Regions from separate parts of the Sus scrofa genome. Here regions 2 and 3 are each linked to region 1. A link is a contact called in public Hi-C and HiChIP or PLAC-seq data. All regions are on one chromosome and are shown on one strand. Each heading gives the region's core, a stretch centred on a gene start, on an enhancer-like site or on the middle of the called end of the contact. The rest is flanking DNA. Distances are from core to core; before and after follow the strand shown. Region 1 holds the start of NET1 (neuroepithelial cell-transforming gene 1 protein). Region 2 overlaps LOC106505208. Region 3 overlaps LOC106505208.

Region 1 (4,153 bases), core at 1,212-3,711:
GAGTCACACCTGTCCAGGTGATGAACATGCAGCTTCTTAAACTTTCTGAGTCCTGATTTCTTCCATCTGTAAAACGAAGGTACTGATACATACTTGATACAGTTAGCTGAACAACATGCATAAAGCTCCCATCACAGAATAAGCTGTCACAGTTCCCTCTTCTTTGTTACCACTCTCCAGTTTCCTCCTAAGAAAACTGGGGAGGATGAGTCAATGATCACAAGGGCCTTTTCAGCCTTGAGATTTATGGCGCATGTTAGAGTCAAGATTCTCTCAGAGTGCTAACTGAACATCCCATGTTCATTGTTGCTTTTACAAATAATGTCTACAGTTGTCTAAATTATATTTAGGCCACAAACCTGAACACCTAAAATGAAACTAAGGTTTTAGGTTTGGTGAGCTAGGATTTCTGTTCTGGGACTGTAGCCACTAGATCCTCCTTGGCTCCTGTAGGCTTTCTGCTTTTACTTGTAAGATTTTTCTACCTGTGCCCCTTGGATCCTTAATGAAGTAAAAGTGAAAGATACCCTTTCTCCTCCTGGCCTTGGCCTTACCTGTATCAGAACTAAATAGAAAAACAGTTTGAGAGACCCATGAGAACACCCTAGCAACTTCTTACCTAACTGCTACTCTGCCTCAGTCCTTTATTCCCTATGAAACTAAGTAGCTGTAAAGTATTGGCCTTACTCACAACTATTTTTTAACTGTTGAAACTAACTGAACCAGACTTCTGGCTTCTTGTAAGCTCTAGGGCTCAGGCAGATCAATGTTCTTACCTGTTAAATTAGGGCACTAGATTCTGTGATGTCTAAGGTACTTCCACTTTAATGCTATATAGAATAGAACTGTCTACAAGAAACAGCCACTCTTAAGGCTAGCTGCACCACACGTTTGCCCAGGTGTGACCTGGTAATAAAGAAGAGATGAAGTATAATCACCATTACTTTTTCAAAAATTTCTCTTTAATTTTTTTCTTCCATTATAGCCGGTGTACAGTGTTCTGTCAGTTTTCTACTGTACAGCATGGTGACCCAGTTACACATACACGTATAGATTCTTTTTTCTCACATTATCATGCTCCATCATAAGTGACGAGATATAGTTCCCAGTGCCAGAGAGCAGGATCTCATTGCTTATCCATTCCAAAGGCAATAGTTTGCATCTATTAACCCCAAATTCCTAGTCCATCCCACTCCCTCCCCCTCCCCCTCGGCAACCACAAGTCTGTTCTCCATGTCCATGATTTTTTTTTCTGTGGAAAGGCTCATTGTGCCATTTATTAGATTTCACATATCATATGGTATCATATCATATAGTATTTGTCTTTCTGACTTAATATGGGAGTCTCTAGTTCCATCCATGCTGCTGCTAATGGCATTATTTTGTTCTTTTTCGTGGCTGAGTAGTATTCCATTGTGTATATATACCACATCTTCCGAACCCATACATCTGTCAGTGGACCCTTAGGGTTGTTTCCATGTCTTGGCTATTGTGATTTTCAAAAATTGCAAAATAGAAAGTCAGATTATTAATATCATCCTGAATGCATCCTAAACACTGGTGTTTATAGAAGGATAGCATTGGTCCTTCCTGCAAGAAGTAACACTGTGCTGCAAACTTCAGTAAATTGTTTTTTATACATTATTTGTCCTTATAGTCTCTGACCACTATTATTCTGTAGTATTTACTCTTCAACCTGTTATATATTTTTAGGGAAGAAATCATCTTTTATGTATTTCTTATTAAAAAATCTCTTACACAGGTATCATGTTTTTTACGTATATAGAAGAAATATCTATATTCTGTAAGTGTAAGAAACACTGAACTTTAAAATTCGAGGTAGTTCAATTATACTGCTGCCCATAGCCCCACAGAAGACTTACTTTAGGAAGAGAGGGAACTGAAGCCTGCCTACTGTGCTTACTCTGTTGGTCTTGAGAACGGTGAGAACCAGTTTGTAAAGGCTTGGATAATCTCACAATTGTGAAAATGTTTGCACTTAAGTAAGATAAAAGCAAGGTCCCTGGATAATTAGGCTTTTCTTTAGTGTATACGTTATTTAACTCTGACTTACGATTTTCTTAAAGTTGTCAAGGTGTCCGTACTAAACTACTCTCTAGGTACTCAGGTTTTATAGAAAAAGGATCCTTGTCTGCAACTAAGTCCTAAGGAGGGCAAGCAACCTCGATAAGCAATCGGCTGGTCTCTGGAAAGGCTTTTTGCATCAGGAAAAGCCTCCCATTAACCCAGTTTCCCTTCCCCTCTGGGCTCACCCTGCCAATTCCCAACCCTTGGATTCAGAGCTTTCTCTCTCCCTCGCAGCGAGCCAGCCAGAGGCCTAGGTGTGCCGGGCTGTCAGTTAGCAGTCACGTGGCCTCAGGTGCCGCCCCCGGAGCCGGCGCCCGGCCCCGCCCACGGAGCCTGGAGGGCTGCGGGATCCTCGGCCGCCCGCAGAAGCCGCGCCGCCGGGGAGGCGGGCAAATGGCTGCCTGGGACGGCTGAGCGCCCACGGGAGCGGGGGGCGTCCTGCAGGGCCGACTCGGCGGGCTCAGTCCGAGGGCTGCCGGGGACGGGAAGCATGGTGGCGCATGACGAGGTCGGGGGTCTCCTGCCTATTAAGAGGACTATACGAGTCCTGGATGTTAACAGTCAGTCCTTCCGGGAGCAAGAGGTAAGGCTGCAGAGCAAAGCCGAAGGCGTGCCCTCTAGGTCCCTGGGACCGGGACGGCTTTGACCCGCTATGACAGTAGAATTTTAAACGTAACCTTGGATCGTACCGAATATTGCAGTGTATGACCTCGATTTACAGGCGGGTTTGAAATGTGTTTCGGGACTATGCTACAGATTAAATTTATACATAGCATAGCTTGAGTGTACACAAACTTTTACACAGAGGAAAGATTTTAAATATATATGCTGTTCAATTTGGTTAGATTTCTGTTGCTTATTACAGCTGTTTATTTGGGTTGCGGGGGTGGGTTGTTTGCTTGAGCTGCATTTATGTGTATTACCTGTTAAGTCTTAGGAGCTGCCTTGTGGAGTAAGAGGAAAATAAGAAACCCTCCCTTGCAAGTGCATGCTAGCGAACAAAAAGCCCTCCGACCTGGTGTTCACTTTTAATTTTCTTTCCACATCTAATAAATTCCTCATGTGAGACTTTTGTTCTTCAGAAAGAAAACCATGTTAAAGTATTTAAGCCAGTGAGTCATTATTCAGACACTCCTGCCTTCCTTCCTTCAAGTACCTGAAGCCATTATACTTTTTTAAAGTCTTTATGAACCTTTACCAAAATAAGTGGCGTTTATGCCATTTTATTTACTTCTGATTGTCGATGCGGGACTCTGGGCATTGTTTCTGCAGTGCACCACGGTAGATGTCGGTGGTGTACACTGTCTTGGTGCTTGGTAAGGGCAGTGTATCCTCCGTCTTGGTAGAGCCCTGCGTCGCGCACACACCTTTTGGTCGTTAAACTAGCTGCCATCTTTAGAAGGTAGGCTTTCATTTGGTGTGATTTGGCTTGGGTTTTGTTTTTGTGTGTGTTTGGCCTTGGCTTTTGTGTATGTGTTTCAGTTTTCTCAGAAGTGGTCATGGGTGTAAATACTAAAACAGATCATTTTCTGCACCATCAAGAATTAGTCTTTTTGTTTGGTATCAGACACTGGCCATGCTTCTGGCATACCTTTATTCAAAGATTAAAAACACTAGGAGTGTTCCCGGGTTTTTAGCAACACAGCCTTAAATAAACAATTAAATTTGACTTTTTCTTTTTTTGACAACATTAGGAGAAAAAACCTTTTTTACAAAAAACCTGGGTTCTCAATAGAATTTTCCCAAGATCTTTTAAGTATGAAATCTGACTGCAACTAGATTAGTAAAATAAATAGATTGATTAAAAATTTGGTCTCAAGGCAGACCCTATAACAATGCATGTGATTGCCTACTAGTTTAAACTAGATAGGCTGGTTAAAAGCTAACCTAAATAAACAACATGAATTTATATTAGAGGGTGTTGGGGTTTTTTCCCCTGTCTAAGTGAACCTTAGCCCTGGTGAAAGGTTGCCTTCAGTAGAAAGTTCCTTGAGCATGTAAACTTGTTGGTGTTCTTTCTCTCTTCCCGTCGATTTTCAGATTCTCTTTTGAGGAGCGCAGTTTC
Region 2 (4,153 bases), core at 577-3,076, 120 kb after region 1:
TCCCCCGCAGCAGAGCCCTTTCTCCACCAGCCGCCCTCAGCCCACACGAGGCGCCCTGTCACTTCGCTGTTTTATGTGGCTTGGAAGGGAATCCGGTCCTGGGGTTTTGAGGCCAAGATACATTTTTTAAAACATTTCCCCTCCTTTCCTCTTTTGTGAGCTTGTTATGACTGGTTTGGGAGCCTGGCTTATGGAGCAGGGGAGAGAGTGCCGCTGGGGGGGGGGGGGGTCGGGGGCTGATAAGGGGAGGCAACCCCAAGGGGGTCTGGGGACCCCTGCCCCGCCGAGGTCAGAGGTTAGGCTGGGCTCCCGGCAGTACCTGGAGCAGCCCACCCTCAGGGGGACAGGGTAGGAGGAGGGCGGCGAGGTCACCCTGCCTGGAGCGGGGTTGGGCTTAGGAGGGGGTGGACTAGGTGGGAAGGCAAAGGAGGCAGCCCTCAGGTGCCCGCACTTGGCTTCTGTGGTTTAGGTGGTTGTCACATGCTGGTGCAGTGGAAGGAGAGAACCTGGGTTCTGGCCTCTAAGGTTCCCCCCCCGCCTCCCCGGGAGGAGAGGCACCCTCGGCCAGCTCCCCCAGGCAGGCTTGGGGGGCTGAGGGGTGCCACTTGGGCCCTGCCACCAGCATTCCACGGTTCCACAGTGACCGCAGCCCTGGAGAAGCCAAGGACACAGCCCCAGACTAAACAAGAGACGAGAAAGCCTGGCTCTGAAAAATGGCTATTTTTACATCCCCCTTCCCCAAATTCCAAGGTGCTGAGATACAATTTAAAACAAGAAGAAACCAAAAAAAAAAAAAAAAAAAAACCCACCCACTAATGAAAATTACTTGTTCTTTCAACATTTCTATGGCACTCTTTCACCTGGCGGCTGGTTGAAAGAATGCTGATTTCGGGAGTTCCCGTCGTGGCTCAGTGCTAACGAACCCAACTGGGATCAATGAGGATGCGGGTTCGATCCCTGGTCTTGCTCAGTGGGTTAAGGATCCCGTGTTGCCGTGAGCTGTGGTGTAGGTCGCAGACACGACTCAGATCCCGCATAGCTGTGGCTGCGGCCTAGGCGGGCAGCTGTAGCTCTGATTTGACCCCTAGCCTGGAAACTTCCATATGCGATGGGTGTGGCCCTAAAAAGCAAATAAATAAAAGAATGCTGATTTGGGGGGGGGCAGATGTACAAAATCAATTCCAGGAACAGGTCTAGAGCTCTGTAGTTTTAATCAGTGCTCAGCTGACTCTTCTGCCCCACTTCTGCTCCTGGGGGAACTGCTGCCAGCCTAGGGCCACATGCTGGAGACACGGGATGTTGGAATTCCCAGTGTCCTGGAGACACTTCCCACAAAAGCAACAGGTCAGCGCCCCTCATCACAGGGGGTTCCAAGAAAAGTCAGTGGGAACCCTTGTTGGAGGATCAGGGGGTGTTTCTGCTCCCCCAGAACCAGCAGTTCCTCCAGGCCTCAGAGACTTGGGGGCAGAAGGGTCTGGTTTCCAGGTGTGGAGCTGCCTGCATCCAGTCCCCTTGGTCTGAGATGCCTCCCCTTTCTCAGCAGAAGTCGAAGTTCACCAGGGACACTGCAGACAGGCTGGTGGCCCATTGAAAGGCCTCTTTCTCACAGTGAGCAAGCAAGAACCAGAGAGGGAAAGTGACTGGCACCAGGTCACCCAGCCAAGGTCACGGCAGAGCAGAAACAGGAAACTGGCCATGTGTGCAGCTATTTTTTGGCCCAGCCATATTTCCTGCAGAATTAAAATTCAGAGCAGAAGTGACCTCAGATCTTTACAGTCTGCTCTGAGTATTTCAGTGAGGAGGCCGAGGCCGGGGAGGTGACACTCCTGCCCCAGAGCCACACAGCTCAGTGGCGACAGGGGCGGTGGCAGCCCAGGTCCACCTCCCTGATCAGGGTTTTCCTGTAACTGTGTTGCCTTCGGTGTCCTGTGTTACAGGGCTCACTGAGGGTAGCAGGAGAGAGGGGCCTTCTAGAGAAACACCCAGCTCTGGCCCAGGCTTCGCACAGCTCAGCAGACCAGGCCAGGCCTGGGCGGACAGCTGATAATACTGGGCTGGAGGCTGGACCATTGGTGCCCCCTTGTGGCCAAACACCAAAATGGCAGGCTGGCCACCCTTCCCGGAAGCTTTGCCCTGCGGGGCCCTTTTCACCCCCAGGGAAGCGAAAGGGCCTGTGTGTAGGGAGACTCTTGCAGTGGCCAAGCACCATTTTGGGATGAAGTTTTAGCCTCGTCCGTGAGAGTTGCAGACATGCAGATGTTACCCTCCTGGGTTCTTGGCCTCCACTGCATCAGCGGGAGTGAAAAGTTTCCCTTGCTGGCCTGCTGGGTGGGGGGACAAGCGAATTCCTTATTTGGGGTAAGGGGAGGGGAGGGTCTGGGAGTCGGGCTTGAGGGTAGGCTTAGGTGGTCTTCCCCACCCCTTTGGTGGTATTTTTGTGCAGGGAGCATGTGCAGTTCCCTTCTTTTGCTCTGGCCTCTTCAGGAGTGGCAGTTGGGTTTTTAGTTTTTTTGTATCTTCTTGTCCATAATTTGCCCCAACTGTGCAAGCACACAGTTATTTTTAGTGCCTTATAGTTTGTTTTGTTGCTGGAGGAGTCGGTTTGTCCGGGTGTAAGCACTGCAGCCTGGGCCCCAGGCTCCAGGTCCCGGCCTGTTGCACGGAGGAACCCAGGCTTCAAGGAGGTGACTGCTGTGGTTACAACGCCACCTCAGGGACCTCCCTGGTTCTGGCTTCAGCCATTACTGAGCTCAGACCCCACTTGCCTTCAGCGTCCTGCCTCCCCACCCCCACCCTCTGGTGACAAACCCCCAGCTGTCGCCTCATCAGGCTGAGACACACAGGCTGGCTTTTCTCTAGGCACAGAAGGTGCAGTGCTCGGCCCGTAATGCTTCTAAGGGCCAGCGAAAACGTTTCAACTTGGAGTTCCTGTAAAATCTGAAGGAAAAAAATGAATATAATAATGATGAATATAGGAGTCCCTGCTGCGGTAAAGAATCAGACCAGGGTGGCTCAGGTTGCTGTGCAGTGCAGTGGGTTAAAGGGTCTGGTATTGCTGCAGCCTAAGTCGCAACTGTGACTCCAATTCAGTCCCTGGCCTGGGAACTTCCATATGCCTGGGGTGTGGCCATTAAAACTAATAATGATGACGACGAATATATAATAATCCAGCCTGGATTATATTCATCTTTGTACCAACACAGTCATGAAATACAATTTTTGTGTTGGTTTTTTTTTTGTTTTGTTTTGATGAGACTGTGAACAGAGGAGTCCCTCAAGCCAGTGACGGTCCCAGGGCAGCCAGGAGGCCCCGTGCCTCCAGAGAGCACTGACTAAGGGAAAAGGCGCCTTTCCAGACAAGGAATGCGGAATGGACTGGCTCGGCTGTTCTGAGACGTGCAGACACCTTGAATAAATGGTCTGATCACTCAGAACCTTTTGTCTGAAAAACAAAGAAAGAACTCAATCCCCAGGACCGTTCCCATGTCACAAAGTGGCAGCTCAAGAAACAGGAGCTTAGGAGTTCCCGTTGTGGCCCAGTGGTTAACAAATCCGACTAGTACCCGTGAGGACTCGGGTTCGATCCCTGGCCTCGCTCAGTGGGTTGGGGATCCAGCATTGCTGTGAGCTATGGTGTAGGTCGCAGACGTGGCTTGGATCCCGTGTTGCTGTGGCTGTGGTGTAGGCTGGCGGCTACAGCTCTGATTCGACCCCTAGCCTGGGAACCTCCATATGCCACAGGTGCAGCCTTAAAATGACAAAAGACAAAAAAAGAGGAATGGGAGCTTAATAATAATAATGTTACAGGCTGGGCGTCCATGGCCCCCAATCCTTATGTTGCCACATTAACCCCCACCGTGAGGGTGTTGCCAAAATCTCGGCTGCCTCTGAGCACCGGTGCCGAATAGAAACACAGAGACAGAGTTGGAGGAGACAGAAAAAGTAGCTTTAATTTCCAGGCAAAGAGGGGACACCGCAGGCTAGTATCTCAAGGACTGTGCTGCCCTTGGGATGGTGAGGCGTCTTGGTGATGATGGTTCAGGGAGCGGGGCGTGGTCAGCTCGTGGGCGCTTCCTGATTGGCTGGTGGTGAGGTCATTGGGCATCAGCATCATCCGCCTTCGGGTTCCCACCACTCCGGGGTCTCCATGCTT
Region 3 (4,153 bases), core at 525-3,024, 100 kb after region 1:
ACCGACCCAGCCTTGCTCCCATAACAGGTGACAAGAGTCCCAGAGAAGGACACCCCAAGGGGGGCTCAGGGTTGAACTGAACTCAGACCCCCATCTCCCGGTAGGGATGCGGGGGCAGGGGGAACACCATGAGGGGCGGGGGTGGCCGTGGCGGGCGGCGGTGGGGGGGGGAGTTCTCCTCCAGGGGGGGTCTTTGGTGGAATGGGGACAGACAATGAAGGCATCTGTCTTCAAGCTGAGTGAGGGGCTTAGTCCTCAACCTGTGGCCAGTGGGCAACTGTCAAAGGCTTAAAATGGTGCAGGGAGGGAGGCCAGGTGGGGCCGTCAGGAAAGCCGTCTGGATGGGATCAGAGAAACAGCCCCCAGGGCCCTGATCAGAACGGGAGACAGGCAGGCAGGGCCTGGGGGAGGCGGAGGCGGAGGGAGGAGAGAATGGTGACTCCACAGTTTCAGACACAGTTTCCAGAAAATCCAATAAAGGGACGCTCGCTAATTGCCCCCTTGATGACTGCAGCAGCCTAATTAAATGGCATCTTTTAAAGTCGTTCCTTGAGGAGTGAGGCTGGTGCCCAGAATTTCAAACCCTGGAGGCGCGGGGTTGGCAGGCGAATTGTCCCAGCTCCTACCCGCTCCCCTCATTCTGTGCCAGTGACTGTGCTGGTGACAGCTGGGCCCAGCTGTGATGGGCCAGGCTGCCTGCTGGGCTGCGCAGACAAGGAGGAAGGGAGAGGAGCCCTGGGTGGACAAAGACGCCCCCGCCCCGTCGGGCAGACCCAAGCCCCGAGTCCACCCTCCCATGCCCGGCTTCGGGAGCAGCTCTGTTCTGTGGTGCCCCCACAGCGGGCATGGAAGGGGCCTGCTCCCCCCCCCGACACACCCACCCCCTCCCCCGCATCAGGCTGCTTGCGGGGAAATCACACGTTTCCCTTAAAATTTAACTTGATGCTGTCCAGAGACTCACCAGCCTTCTGTGCTTTTTTTCCATCATTCTTTTCATGAGCTGGGGGCCAAAGTGCCTCCCTGCTCCAAACTTTGTTCCCAGCCTCAGGGTGACTCTGTCGGTCCCCATACTCACTGCTCCCCTGCCCCAAGAAGAGAAAAATGGTGATGAAGTGACAAAGAGGTGAGACGGTGTCTGAGCGGGCGGAGCAGAGCAAGGAGGGAGTTGGGGCTGGCCTTGCCTCTCAAGGAGGTAACGGGCGCCGAGGCTGCAGGACAGAACAGTGGCTGAGCCGGGGTTCCACCAGAGCACCCCCAACCGGGCTTGAGGGCACCCCCAACCTTCACAGCCCTCCTCGCCACTCCCCCCAAGGCCCTGACCTTCCGTCTTCCTGGGTCGTTCTGTCATATGTAGCAGACGTATCCAGGACGCCTTGATAGCTTCACTTTAGTTCCTCAGAATTTGGACAGGATGCAGTGCAAACACAGTTGCATTTTGCTTTTTACCTCCCCCCCCCGCCGCCCCCACAAGGATAACTGTGTGTACAGATCTCCCAGCTAAGCCATTAGAAAGGACTTAGAAGATAAAATGACCTCTCCCAGGGGTCAGCTTGGAGATTTGGGGAGGTGGGCTGACGAAGGCACGGGAAACATTAGGTGCCCCCAGCTGTGCACTGGTGACGGGGCCCAGCCTGCAGGAGCCCCCACTTGCGGCCTGTGCACATGTGACCGGAGCGTCCCCTGCCCTGCAGCGTCAGGGCCGGGCTGAGCTCCAGGGCCGCACGCACCTGTCGCTGCCTCTCACCAGCCCCTTGAGAGGCCCCCGGGAGGCCTCCCAGGCCCAGACGTGGGGACCTTTTGAGTCGAGGTCTGGAATGAGGTCTTTCCAGGTCGCAGTGCACAGAGCTGGCCTGCCAGCATGAAGGGCTCGAAGCTGGAGCTCTGCGCCACAGCGCGGGGGTGGCCAGCGTGGCTAAAGGCTTCCTGGGACAATGGGCCAGGGCTGCTTTCACCTGTTGTTCTCGCCCAACAGCTGCGGGAGATGAATGGCCGGAGCTGGGCCAGCGGTGAAGGGGCAGCTGGCCTGGCCCCGGGGTGGCCCATGTGCGCCCAGCACTGCAAACCGATCCCCTGGAATGTGCCCCCTCGGACTGAGCAGGACTCACAGCCTCCAAGCCCCGTGACGCCACAGCCCGAAGCTGTGCTTGTCACAGGGTCTTGGGCTGAGCTCCCCCTGGGCACACCTCTGGGAGGACATGGAGGAGCCCACTGCAGCTGTGCTTTCCATCAGCCCTGTCCTGGGAGCCCCTCTGGGCCACACCTGCAGCAACTGCTCCTGGGCCACCCAGGAGGCAAATGCAATGACCCATGACCTGCGAGGTTTCATGACCTGCGAGGTTTCACGACCTTCTCTGGGGCATTTTTCCTGCTCTTGAGTGTTCACACCCTGATGTTCAGAACTCCTCCTCTGTCCTATTCTGCAGACTTGGTGCTGATGCCTGGAAGTCCTTGATTTCCAGGTTCTTAGAATTCAGACAGGAAACTAGCAGTGAAATTCACACACAACTGCCTCCTGCATTTACTTCCCGATGCCTATGAGGCATGGAGCTAATCAATTAGAAATAACTAAAGGGCTAAAATTGGAACAATGCAGAGACAATTAGCATGACCCTTGAGCAAGAGTGACCCCCAAATTCGGGAGGCATCCCTTGTTTTTCAAGTCACCAACCTCGTTGCTGGTTACAATGATTTTGCTGTACACACATCAAATCGATACTTTGTGCAACTTCGACCTGCACAGTGTGGTCTGTAGTATAGCTCAACAAAGCTGGAAAAGGAAAGAAAGAAAATAGAGGGAGAGAAGGGAGGAAGGAGGGGAGGGAGGAAAAGAAAAGAAAAAAGAGAAAGAGTTTAGATGAAAATGACACAAGGGACCTGCTTGAAATTTGGAGAGGCAAGCTGACAAATGGACCTAAAATATTTTAAGGACAGCACAAAAAAGAATGGAGTTCAGGGCCCCAGATATGATAGGGAGCTGAGATGCTATGAAAGGAGGGCGAAGCCTGAAGTTCCCGTCATGGCTAGCGAATCGGACTAGGAACCATGGGGTTGCGGGTTCGATCCCTGGCCTCGCTCAGTGGGTGAAGGATCCAGTGCTGCCGTGAGCTGTGGTGTAGGTCGCAGACACAGCTCGGATCCTGCATTGCTGTGGCTCTGGCGTAGACTGACAGCTACAGCTGCAATTAGACTCCTAGTCTGGGAGCCTCCATATACCACATGTGCGGCCCTAGAAAAGCCAAAAAAAAAGAAGGAAGAAAGAAAGGAGGGAGACTCCATCCAGGCCATGCAGGGTGTCCCGTGAGAGTGCGTGTTCTGAAGGATGGAGTCCTGTGTCCTCTGTGAGGTGCCGATGACGGAGGAGGGCGTAGAATTGCCCAGACCCCACCCGAGGGGAGGACCGTCCCTGGGCACAGCAGGAAGCCCATTTCAGGAAACTGACCCCCACCCCCGTCATTTCTAAATGACCAATTAAAGGAGACAGATTTTTTTTCTTGAAACTTCTCCTCTATATGTGTGGTTTAAAAGTATCAGAAATACAAGAGTTTCCGTTGTGGCTCAGTAGGTTAAGGACCTGACACAGTGTTGGTGAGGAGGCAGGTTCGATCCCTGGCCGTGCTCAGTGGGTTGAGGATCTGGCATTGCGGCCAGCTGTGACCAAGGTAGAAGATGGGTCTCAGATGTGCTGTTGTGGTGGGTGGATTAACCCCCCCGCTGCCCGCCACCCCCGACACGGTTTAACAAGTTCACGGGCGTGCATACCCTAAGCGCGGAGAGGGAGTGAGAAAGCGCCTGGCCCCTCCCCCGCACTTTGATATTACAAAAGTTTCCAGAAAGCGACTTGTCCCAAAGCCTCTTGCAAAGCCCCCACATGTCCATTTCCGACCCCTCATGTAATTTCCTAGCAGTTTCTGTGCCTTCTGGTTGGGGCCTGTACGCATCCGCCACATTTTTGGTGGGTTTGCCATAAATCACCATGACTCACAGCCGCCTCCTCCAAAAGGCAACTTCGCCCAGAGCCCGTCCAGGGCCAGTGATGTCAGCGCTGATCCCACCGGCGTCGGAACAGGAAGCGAACCCCGGGCTGGTTTTCTTCCCCGAAAGGCCCTCCCCGTGGAGTTGCTGGGGTTTTATAAACCAAACGCCTCTCCTCCAA

Evidence for each region. A called contact is a pair of places that touch in the nucleus more often than the background predicts. HiChIP or PLAC-seq counts read pairs in DNA pulled down with a chosen protein or histone mark.
Region 2: a contact with region 1 is called in a Hi-C map of retroperitoneal adipose tissue, with 4 times the contacts expected there. The contact joins the enhancer-like site here to the promoter of NET1 in region 1. A contact is called at or near these places in 2 of 5 promoter capture datasets (fetal skeletal muscle and liver), 26 of 47 Hi-C or Micro-C datasets (blood, brain, embryonic fibroblasts and 14 more) and 2 of 2 datasets of contacts at active chromatin or transcription factors (alveolar macrophages and skeletal muscle).
Region 3: an H3K27ac HiChIP or PLAC-seq map of skeletal muscle shows a contact between it and region 1. The contact joins the enhancer-like site here to the promoter of NET1 in region 1. A contact is called at or near these places in 6 of 47 Hi-C or Micro-C datasets (embryonic fibroblasts, fetal skeletal muscle, omental adipose tissue and 2 more) and 1 of 2 datasets of contacts at active chromatin or transcription factors (skeletal muscle).

Annotation. Positions count from the first base shown.
Region 1 is chr10:65,436,654-65,440,806 of Sscrofa11.1, reverse strand. It overlaps NET1 (neuroepithelial cell-transforming gene 1 protein), which reads left to right and starts at 2,461. Exons shown (of 11, transcript XM_003130825.6): 1 at 2,461-2,671. The coding sequence starts at 2,579.
Region 2 is chr10:65,311,279-65,315,431 of Sscrofa11.1, reverse strand. The region is part of intron 3 of LOC106505208; the gene reads left to right. Among named protein-coding and RNA genes, the nearest start is that of ASB13, 39 kb to the right of the region's middle. Within about 2 kb of position 1,826, at least 44 of the 83 cell types and tissues checked have an H3K27ac peak or open chromatin away from gene starts, as enhancers often do. A contact at or near this core is called in brain, fetal liver, fetal skeletal muscle and 3 more, where this site is marked.
Region 3 is chr10:65,336,027-65,340,179 of Sscrofa11.1, reverse strand. All of the region lies in intron 3 of LOC106505208, which reads left to right. Among named protein-coding and RNA genes, the nearest start is that of ASB13, 64 kb to the right of the region's middle. Within about 2 kb of position 1,774, at least 7 of the 83 cell types and tissues checked have an H3K27ac peak or open chromatin away from gene starts, as enhancers often do. A contact at or near this core is called in fetal skeletal muscle and skeletal muscle, where this site is marked.